2 separate regions of the Sus scrofa genome follow, and region 2 is linked to region 1. A link is a contact called in public Hi-C data. All regions are on one chromosome and are shown on one strand. The core of a region is the stretch at or near the end of the contact, and the rest is flanking DNA. Distances in the headings are between cores, read along the strand shown.

The links. Hi-C and Micro-C count contacts between places; a contact is called where the count stands out from the background.
Region 2: a Hi-C map of embryonic fibroblasts shows a contact between it and region 1, with 2.6 times the contacts expected there. The contact joins two enhancer-like sites. A contact is called at or near these places in 1 of 47 Hi-C or Micro-C datasets (embryonic fibroblasts) and 1 of 2 datasets of contacts at active chromatin or transcription factors (skeletal muscle).

What each region holds. Positions count from the first base shown.
Region 1 is chr2:117,630,606-117,636,115 of Sscrofa11.1, reverse strand. All of the region lies in intron 2 of NREP (neuronal regeneration-related protein), which reads right to left. Among named protein-coding and RNA genes, the nearest start is that of NREP, 130 kb to the right of the region's middle. Within about 2 kb of position 2,160, at least 11 of the 83 cell types and tissues checked have an H3K27ac peak or open chromatin away from gene starts, as enhancers often do. A contact at or near this core is called in embryonic fibroblasts, where this site is marked.
Region 2 is chr2:117,888,975-117,894,484 of Sscrofa11.1, reverse strand. No RefSeq gene overlaps it. Among named protein-coding and RNA genes, the nearest start is that of YTHDC2, 110 kb to the left of the region's middle. Within about 2 kb of position 3,009, at least 10 of the 83 cell types and tissues checked have an H3K27ac peak or open chromatin away from gene starts, as enhancers often do. A contact at or near this core is called in embryonic fibroblasts, where this site is marked.

The DNA.
Region 1 (5,510 bases), core at 911-3,410:
TGATGATGTTGCCAATTTCAGAGATTTTCAAATACAAGGGCTCAAAGGACAAAACTGCCAAGAGTGAGGTCAAGGTGACCATTCATTACCTGGAAGGTGTGACCAGACTAATTTTTATTAGTTTTCACTTAATAATTATGAAAATATATTCAGAAATCTTACAACAAATATATACAGGATGCAAGGCAAAATTTACCCATTGGTGAAGAGCCAATAAATGTGTTGATTCAAATTGAAATTTAGCACAAAAACTCAACATCTCTTGCCCTTTTAAAAAATAATTTACAAATACTATTCTCTAAATGAAGACCAAATAAATGCCACATTTTTCTCTAATAAAATTAGTATTCTATCTTTATAGTGTACCGACAGCACTCAATGTGTCCTCAATTTAAAGAAAAGGAATAATGTCACACTAACCTTTTAATGTATATAAAATAAATACAATAAATATGTAAAAGTTAAAGTAGGATTGCTTGGTCTCCTCTCCTCTGGACACACAATCATCAGGAGCTGATCACTGGGATGGTCTTTGAGGTTCTCATAGAAACTAGACTTTTATTTGTTTTTCTTTCCTGAGGTAAAGCAAACATTCTTTAGTTTTCAAAAGAAATTCAGAAACACTGAGGTCATGATTTTTATTAAGTCCTAAAATTACAGCCAATATCTCAACTGCATCTTTTGACAGACCTTTAATCAGTTTTTAATCACATTCACCACAAGTACCAGGCACTGTAATCAAAATTTTCCTTGAACTTATTGGACTTGAGAGGAGTATAATCTTCTAGAAATTCCAACACATGCTTAACTGAACACAGAGATTTCTTTGGAGCCAAATTTTATTTTAGTCCTCTTTTCTGATTAGAAATTAAAATGAAAAATATTTAACCATTAGGTATATCAAAGAAATTGAATGGCTATCTGTACCTTCAAGGGGAAGTACTGCCAGTTAGGCAGGACCCACATAAACTAATGAAAGGCTCAGTTCAGCCATAACAGATAACAGTTACTGATACAATTGATTTATGTAAATGCTTTAACTTTTGCACTTTTTTCTTTCTCCTTTAATACTGAAGAGAGTCAGAAAAAGGAGTTTTCAAAGGAGACTGGAGGAAGAGAAAAAAGAAGCACACTGGAGAAAAGTCACACAGCAGGGAAATGCAATGAAAGTTTTTGATGGATCTGCATCAGGTATTAGAGAGTAATAAGAAAATAAATTAAAACAGCAGAGAAAGAAGAGAGCCTTTGAAAGTCCGCCAATGTTTCAATAACAATAAAAATAATGCTAACAGAAAGAGTTCCTGCCTGATTTGTGTTTGGAACTTACAGTGCACTTTCACCCACTCACATTTTCTTTCCTAATCCTCACAACAACTGGTTGAGGTTAAAAAAAAAAAAAAAAAATTACTTAGTTTCATACCACCTACTACTACTGCCGTAATCAAATTATAGGAATGGTATACCTCCTCTTAGTGGCTTTCTGCACAGAATCTGCACACTCTAACTTTAAATATGCAAGTAGAGTAGTGGATTGAATCATCCACAGCATGAATAAGGTCTGCTAAAACTGTTTTGATCTGACAATAGTATGGATTGTTGATTTCCTGCATGTAGCTGACCCTACCTCTCAGTGCTCATGTCATGTATCACATTCTAGAATGCTTCTTTACTTAATGTGACTTCTGATGACGTGGCCAGTGTAAGACATTCTCTTTAATGATGAATTTGATAGAATTAAAAAGGCAACTCTAGGGGCTTTTCTATGAATAAGATAATTCTGTAGTGTTACTTGACAAATCTTTTAATTAAGTTAGACCTAATTAAATCCACAAAAATTGAAGAGCTGACATTTAACTGGAAAACTCTGCCAAGTTCTTCACCCTATTTGTGAAACTTAAGCTTTCAAACAATGATTGGTGGGTCAGAAAGGGAATGCTAACAGTTTCTAATAGAGTTGCTGTTACAAAAATACTTCACCTCTTTTGTTATTTTGTCATTTAGGACATGTTTAGTCTAAAATAAAGCAGAGGGCATGAATATTATTCTTTTGGCCTGGGTTCTGGCCACATGAGACACATATGGCCTCAGTCAGAGCACACTGAGTCAGCATTGTGGTCTAGAACAAGGAAGAATAAGCCCTAGACTGGAGTTCGTGTCCATGGAGCAGAGGCCTACATGGACCAAACAGCTAATGGAGTTGAGTCATCAGTGTCTAAGGGCTAAGCCAATTATTTCCCAAATGAGAAGCTTTTTAGAGTACAAATTCACAGATCACTCCTTGGATCTGCCTCACCCACATTTCTTGGAAGCCTTAGGGATCTGAATCTTTCAAAAGCTTCCCAGGTGATTGGATGATCAGTAAGTTTTGGGAAACAGAGGGCTAAACTAAAATTATTCTAAGTGGGCATAAAAGGGGGAGAGGAGCTCTCCATCTGCTCATAGACAGAAAAAGCCTCCTTAAACTACTTCTCTAGCATCCAGTGCTGCTAACTAGCAGTTTGATTACAATGTGACTCTTAGTCCTTTCTCAGCCATCTGTTTGATTGATTGATTGATTTTTATCTCTGGAAGCTTTAAACTTTGAATCCCAGAAATTTTATTAGGATGTAGGTATTTAAGGGCACTCAATTAATTTGAAGCCTTGACACCTTTGGCTCAAGGCAAATTCCTCTAGCTTCTCTTCATCTCTTCCATTTTCTGTGGTCTCTTTTCCTAGAACTATTATATGGGTGTTTAACATCATGGTTTAAAGTTCCTGTGTTCTAATTCTTAATTCATTTTTTTCTATCCCCTTCTCTTTTTTCTCCAGATTTTAGGGTATTTTATTGTCCAGAACATTAACTCAGCCTTCAGCAATATTTATTGTTTTCTTGCATTTGATTTTTTTCTACTTTACCAATGAGATTTTTAATTTACAGGACTAGTTTGTACTCTCTAATTACTCATCGCCATATGAGGCTTTTCCTCCCTCTGCATCCCCCTCCCTCCTTCTTTGCTTTTCTTTTAATGGATAATAGCTCCTTGACTTTCTCTAAAGATATTTGTAAGTGTTTCTTATTAGGTTTTCATCCATTTCTTGAATTATTTCTTTTATAACCTTAGACCAGGGGTTCTATTAGTTCACCTTGTTCCTTCTACTGTTTTTCAGGTGGTTATATATCAATAGCTGCCATGGGGTACTTCTACAGTGATATAGTTCTAATGTTCTACTGGGCTTCAACTTTGATTGAAAAGGTTGCTTTTAAGTTTTTACATAAATGGATAGGGTGGGTCAAGTAGACAATATCTCTTAAGGCTCCCTGGGCATGGGCGGGCAGACAGGCTGGGTACCCATCTGTTCTACCCCTTGCCAACTTAGGAAGATGTGTACTTTGGCAGAGGAGCACTTCAGAGCTTGAAACTCCTGGCAGAGCAGTCTGTTCCCTTTTTTCCCTCTGTGCCTGTATGCATCTCAAGTTACCACATGATCTGTTCTTCTTACTCAGATCCCTAAAGGCTTTATCTTGATAATACTTTTCAGGTTTATCCTGCCATTGAATTTCACTTGTGCCTGTCATCTAGCATAGTGCGGGAAGTGAAAGGACTGAACCATTTTCTTGCCCAGATTTAGTTCCTGTTTAATTGTTCCAAGGGTTATTCCTTTACTTTCCTCTCCTCTGCATTAGGTCCCTCTCAAGCTGGAGGTTCTAGGATTGCATTCTTTCTAATGTGCAAAAATTCTCAAAATTTTCTGCCTGCTGATGACATCCTTCCTCCTTTACCAACACTGCTTACACACACACACACACACACACACACACACACACACACCCCTACACATACACTAAGCCACATAAGAGATTAAGGGATAGGAGGAAATTTAGATATGTTTTCACCTCTTATAGTAACTTCTCGTAGATTTCTCCCACATTAAACTACTGATACATTCAATGCCAGGCACAAACACAAACATTAAACCACATCTTTTCTAATATACATAAGAAGCCAGTAAACTGAAAAACCAACAAAAGTCATAGGCTAATGACTTGTGTTTCTTCACGAAAGCATAAGTAGAAGAATTATCTTTTCCATCAGACCATTCTTATTTTCTTTTTCAACAAAAGAAGTTCTATGTGACAAGGTATCTTCTCTGGTAAAGAGGCGTATCAGTAGTTATAAACATACCGTTTGACAACATATAATCGCATTCATCATTTAAAAAATACATAGTCTCAGAGAAACCTAAAGTGAACCCATCATCATGGCCTACTATATCCTGTAAGTTTATAATAAGAATGATGCCTCAAAGGTATATGAAAATTTTCATTAATAATTCTCAATCTCTTGGATAGTTATAGACCATCTACAGTTACCGGTTACACAAGGAAACTGTTTCCTGCCAAAGCACAGAACCACTGGCAGAGGGTTACAACCCCTCATTAATCTGTATGCATGCTTCCCTTGGAGACTGAATTTTGAAATCACATATTTTATATTGTAAAAATCACTCAGGCACTTGCTATCTCCCATCTGCCCATAGTGAAGAATCAAGAATCACTCAAAAGTCACATACCAATTCTATGTGTTCACCACAACATTAATCGTAAGTATATATGTGTACACACACACACACACACACACATCATCCATTTGTGGTATAAACTCAAAACTAATGGCTTAAGTGCTTAAGTGTAAAATATTTTCCAGTGAACACCGCATCATATTGTGTTGAGTTTGGAAAAAAAATATATTATGATCTTTTATGTGTGTATGAAAATATATTGGACAAATAAATGTAAAAATGTGTGAGGAGTTTTAGGCAAAAAAGTCGAGGGAGGAGTTCTCCTGTGGCTCAGCAGGTTAAGGATCTGGCACTGTTACTGCCATGGCACAGGTTCTATCCCTGGCCCAGGAACTTTCACATCCCACAGGCATGGCCAAAAAGAAAAGTCTGGGGACTAAAGCATCTATGCCATATTTGCTGTCTAGAGCTGCCTTGCCTCTGTAACTGTGTCCAAATTTCTTTTTCTTGTAAGGGTACCAGTCATACTGGATCAGGGCCCACTCTAACAGCCTTAGTTAAATGTCACTACCTCTACAAGGCTCTATTTTTTAATATGGTCTCATTCTGAAGTAGTGGCAGTTAGGACTTAAACATATGAATTTTTGAAGGGACACAATTCAGCCCACAGTAAATGCTATCTATTTTTGCTCGATTTTAAAAAAAGAAAGCAGCAATGAATGGGCAGGGGCTGGATTCTAAATAAGTAAGTTCTCCAGAGCCCACACAACTGAATTAAATGACAAGCAAGAGCCCACACTAGATGAAGGAAACAATTCTAGATATTCTTGACCAGAAAAGAACCGGTCAGTGGTAGCTTGAAGACACATTGGTTCTTACATTTGGCCCTTACTAATTCATCCTACCAATAATAATAATACCAAGGTATAGATTCATCACCGAATTAGAGAAATATTACTAACTGCAAAGTGAACAGATAATATCTAGGATTATTTAGGATGAGATCAGA
Region 2 (5,510 bases), core at 1,760-4,259, 260 kb before region 1:
AGAACTACTGCTTTACCCGTGCTTCTTGAACGTGGCTGCTACCATCACCCGAGGATCTTGTTAAATGCAGAGCCGGATTAGGTCTGGGGTGGACCCCGAGCTTCTGCTTCTCACAGGCTCACAGGGACCCCACTTTGAGCAGCTTGATTGTGAGGCTCAGCTCAGGATACCCCTAATTTTTTTAAGGAAGAGGGCCAGCCCTCTCCTAGGTATCAGTGATTCCCCAATTGTCGGCACACTAGAATCACGTAGACAGCTTCAAAAAATCCTGTTGCCCATGTCTCGTCCCAGAGATGGGAACTGGTCTGAGGTACAGCCCAGACTTTGGGAGTTTTAAAAGATACTCAGGTGTGATTTTAATAATGCAAACATGCTGAGGAACCACTGCTGTAACAGCTCAAGTTAGCTCCCATCCTCCATTAGATTTTCTTTACAGCTATTGTCAGTTTGTTGGCTTATTTTGTCTTTGCTTCCAACCAATCTGCCCTGTGGGCTCTTAACCCCACTGAAGGCAGGGATGGAGTCTGTTGCCCTTACAGTGTTCGACACACATTAGCAGTGAATGAATGCTGAATGAACAAACAAGGGACCAAAATAGAAGTAAAAATGAATTTTTGTTGTTGTTGTTGTTGTTGTTTTAGGGCTGCACCCACAGCATATGGAGGTTCCCAGGCTAGGTGTTGTGTTGGAGCTGTAGCCACCGGCCCACACCACAGCTCACAGCAATGAGGGGAGCTTTAATCCACTGAGCTAGGCCAGGGATGGAAGCCGTGTCCTCATGCATGCCAGTCAGATGCGTTTCCACTGAGCCATGACGGGAACTCTGAAAAATGAATTTTAAAAGCTATTACTCGGGTCACCAGTCTCCAGGAAAGCAGGGTGTCCTGAAAGACCCTTTACCTAAAATAATTTGTCAGATTTTTTCTTCAAAAACTTCTAGGGACTACTGCCCTTTGCATGTTCAACCTTCTGACTCAGTTGCCCTGTTGAATTCTATGAAGAAATTTCTCTGATCAGCTTTTATTTCACCCAGTTGACTTTTCACCTTCCCACCAAGCTTGCTAAGGAATCCAGCTCAGCCAGAATCCAGACAAAAGCCTGTCTTCTCCTGGAGTTCCGAGAGAGCGGGAGCATGGCCCATCCCGAGTTCGTGCACTGACCTTCTACTGCAGGGGAGGTCTGTCCTTCTGCACAGGACGTGAATCTTTCACCCCGTCGCTGAGGGGTCTTATCTAGCAGTCAAGTATCTCTGAAATGATGGGGGCAGGTCTCTTTCCCATCATCCTCCTTGCTCAGCCCTCTCAGCAGCTGCAAACATAGAGGCATCAGCTGAATGCACACACGTGAAGCCTGGTTCTCAAGGTCCCGTGACTCACCACAGAGCAAAGGTTCCTGCAGGTTCGTTACAACAAGCATCACTTCTCAGGGTCCAGCGGCTTCATAGTCACCCCTGAAAAGGGCGAAAATCCTTCACTCTGTCTTTACTCTCAGAGAACCAGTAAGTCTTACGGTCAGGCCTTCTGCCACTAGCTATTCTATACTTGTTTCCATGTCCTCAGGCTGCTTCCTTGGGTTTGGAACAGATTTGTGTAAAGTCCTGACTTCATACCTGAACCCAAAGAACAGTGCCTAGGCCCTGCAGCATCACAGGAGTTAGAGAAGTGAGCCACGCATGTCAAAAAACCAAATCCCCACTAGCTTAAACAAGTAGGATTGACCTTTTTCCCCCTTCATCTAACAAGACTTTTGGCAAATGCTGCAACTCAAAATACCATTAGAAGCAAGAGCACTTCTATTTTTTGCTCTCCTGTCCTTAATTAGAAAACATCTGTGGAGTTCCAGTTGTGGCTCAGGGGATTATGATCCTGACTAGTACCCATGAGGATGTGGGTTCCATCCCTGGCTTTACTCAGTGGGTTAAGGATCTGGTGTTGCCGTGAGCTATGGTGTAGGTCACAGACATGGTTCAGATCTTGCATTGCTGTGGCTGTGGCTGTGGCTGTGGCTAGCAGCTGCAACTCCAATTCGACCCCTTGCCTGGGATCTTCTATATGCTGCAGGCATGGCCCTAAAAAGCTAAAAATGAAAAAAAAAAAAAAAGACATTAGCACCTCATGGTTACAAGATGGCTGCTGTATCTATGGGTTTCAGGCAGAAAGAATAAGGAAGAGGAGAGCCTCACCTCTTCCAGAATTTCCAAGAAACTCAGAGTTAATGTCATAAGGTTACCCTTAGCTGCAAAGGAGTCAGGTAAGGAGTATTTTCAGTTGGGCACAGGGCTTACCCACCATTAGCATAGTGCCTAGAGCCCTCCATACTTTTAGGAGCTTGCAAAAATGCCCTCATTTTACTTTCTTTTAGAATCAGAAAGAAAAAAGAATACATTACATCTGAATGTATAACAGTGAATGTAGTCTGGATTGTATTTGCCTTTATACCAATGCAGTTGTAAAGATTAATTTTAGCTTTGAAATGGAGAAGAGGCCCACAAAGGTCAAAACATCTATGAGGGTTACAACATAGCCCTGACTGGGATGATCCCACTGGACTTGGAGCTGGAATAACGCCACACTAGCACATTACTGTCTTTTTTTCCTTCACTGCCAACCAGCCTTCATAAGATTTTGAGCATTAAGAAACATACAAATAAATAATAGCATTGTTCCCACCAGTAGATATTGCCTTCTATAAGTATCTGCTAGTGATTATTAGTTTTTCTGAATGGTATATGAGTATTTTTTTTTCCCTTTTGAATAAGAGCCTGTTGTGCAATGCTAAATTTCTTGACATCATCTTCCAACTCAAGAAATGTTAGTAGCTTCTGATTGTTAGTTTTTCTGAATGGTATATGAGTATTTTTCTTCTCTTTGGAAATGATGTTGTTGTGCAATGCTGAATTTCTTGACATCATTTTCCAACCCAAGAAATTTTAGTAGCCTCAACCTTTGGCTGCCCATGGTTTATCATTGCCCAACCTGCTAATCCCTTTCCTCAGTGTTTTGCCAGTAAATTGGGGATTACTCAGACCCGTGACCACCACAAGGTATGTGCTTTTTAATGACCTGAATACCTACACAGTCTGTCACCTTGGCCCTTCCCCAAAAGACTATTTGAGGAGTCATCAGGCTTTAGCAATTACTGTATTTTCATTTGTGTGTAGAAAAGAATGGGTTTTTCTCTTCCCCACAAGTATTTGGCCACCAACTGCCAAGAGTGTCGCTCAAGAGCCATTTGGAAGAGCTGCTGGTCCTTAATTGTTTCCAGATGACATTTCAAATGGATCAAGTGGTTGAATTCGATATCTATCCTCAGAGTACCAAGGATAAGCTTAGCATCCCAAAGTACTCTATTTGAAACATTTTACAGTGAGCATGTGCTATGTCCAGGGAACTCGTCCCTAAAGCAGAGGCTTTAGTGACATACTAATGCAAAATCCTTGAAGCAGGGCAGCCTCTGGTTCAGCTTGGTACCCCCGTGGCATAGGGGTCATAGCCTTACAAGCCTCTCATGGAATCTTGGCCCAAGTGAATTAAATCACCACCTTAAATGAAGCTGACCTTAAAACCATTTTATGTTTCCAAAATCAATTCAAGATACTAGGTTTTCTTGGGAAAAACAAACTGCCATTATGTATGACCCTGGCCAAAAGGAATGCCAGTATCCAGTTAAGAAAAATATCATCAATACCATGTTCTCTTAGACGAAAAGATATGCCTGGAATCAGCTTAGGAAGAAAAAAGTACTTTAAAAAAAGAATGCTTTCTGAGACGTGAGATTAATGGGTAACTTGCTTCACATTCTAAACCCAGTTTCTCCATCCAGAAAATGGAGGTGCTATTGCCTACTTCAGAATAGGTTGTGGTGGAGACTAATCAAGATAATGTTTGTAAAGCCATAAGGCAATGCCTTCATATTCTAAGACCTAAGTAGATGGTGTCTGTGTTATTGTTACTCTCATAGTTGCTGCTGTTATTATGTTTACAGTGAAGCACAGTTAGCAGTCTGTCTTATGGTTGTCATCATTACAGTAGGGATGTTAGAAGATGACAGCTGGGAAAGAAGAACATGAGAAAAGCATATACTTTTGAGTGATGTCTTTCCTTATCCCTAAATGTTCTTCTTTATGGGGAAAGATATTTTTTCTTATTTGTTCACAACTTTCAGCCACTATCAAGAAACCCTTTGGGAAAGCCATCTTCTGAGGCACAATTCTTTGGCTCGCTACTAAATCCAAGAATGGAGTCTCTTATGCACCAGACATTTTATGATTTTTTCTTAATTTTTTTTTTTTTTTTTTTTGCTTTTTAAGGCCATACCTGTGACATATGGAAGTTCCCAGGCTAGGGGTCAAATTGGAGCTGCAGCTGCTGGCCTATGCCACAGCCACAGCAAGGCAGGATGCGAGCCATATCTGTGACCTACACCACAGGTCACAGCAATGCTGGATCCTTAATGCACTAAGTGAGGCCAGGGATCTAACCTGTGTCCTCAGAGATACTACTTAGGTTCGTAACCACTGAGCCACAATGGGAACTCCCTTTAATTAATTTTTAATTAATGAATCAAATAAATTCTTTCCAGTGGAACTACTCCCTTTCGTGACACAACTGTGTGTCAGACTTTGAGAAATGAAGCATAGACTCGTGGGACTGCCTTGCTGCAGGGGAGTCATTCCTGTGAGAGGGTGCGGGGAGGTCCTCCAGAAGGTGGGACACGCTTCTGCTAACCATATGGCCAGGACAGAAAATAAGTCACACTGTGATCCCATCTTCATAAAGGAGGATTCTGCCCTTTCCTGGGGGCTAAGCTGAGGTTGGAGGCCTTATTGCTGGTTAGATGACACCAAGTTCAGCCCCATGTATAGCGTGCAGGGGCTCCTTCACAGCAGGGTGTAGGGAGCTCAGGACTGAGACAGGCTGTGGAAGCCCCTAGGAGGAGATCCCAGGAAATAGCCTGTCTAGCAGCCTATTTTAAAACGTCTCTTTTTCCATTATGATTTGTCTCCTCTTCCACCTAATACATCCATCGTTCTCGGTTATGAATTGCTGCAGCAGCTCTGGTACTTGGAGGAATTTTCCACATCCCTACAGGAGGGTCCAATGTCAATACTTAAGGAGGGAGCAAGCTATGAGATGGCAAAAGGTGCCAGTCTTTTGGTCTTGGTCAGAGCAAGGAAGCTGGCTGAGAGGTGCAGGGAAGACCAAGTCATTAAATGGATTAAAAATCATCCCGAAGTAAATTCTTCAAAGTTCACTAGGGGTGGTGGGAAGGTAAAAAGACTGTGAGAATACCGCGTCTCTACCTGGCATGGGATAGGATTCCAGACTATCACTGTGTTTGTTTACTGTCATTGTTGTTTGAATTAAAAGGAAAAATTACCTCCAAAGCTGGGGAGCTTGCCAATTGGGCCTGTCTTTGTCTCCTGGGGCTGCAATAACAAAAACTACAGACTCTGTTACTTGAACAACTGCATTTTCTCACAGTCTGGAGGCTGGAAGTCTGAAATCAAG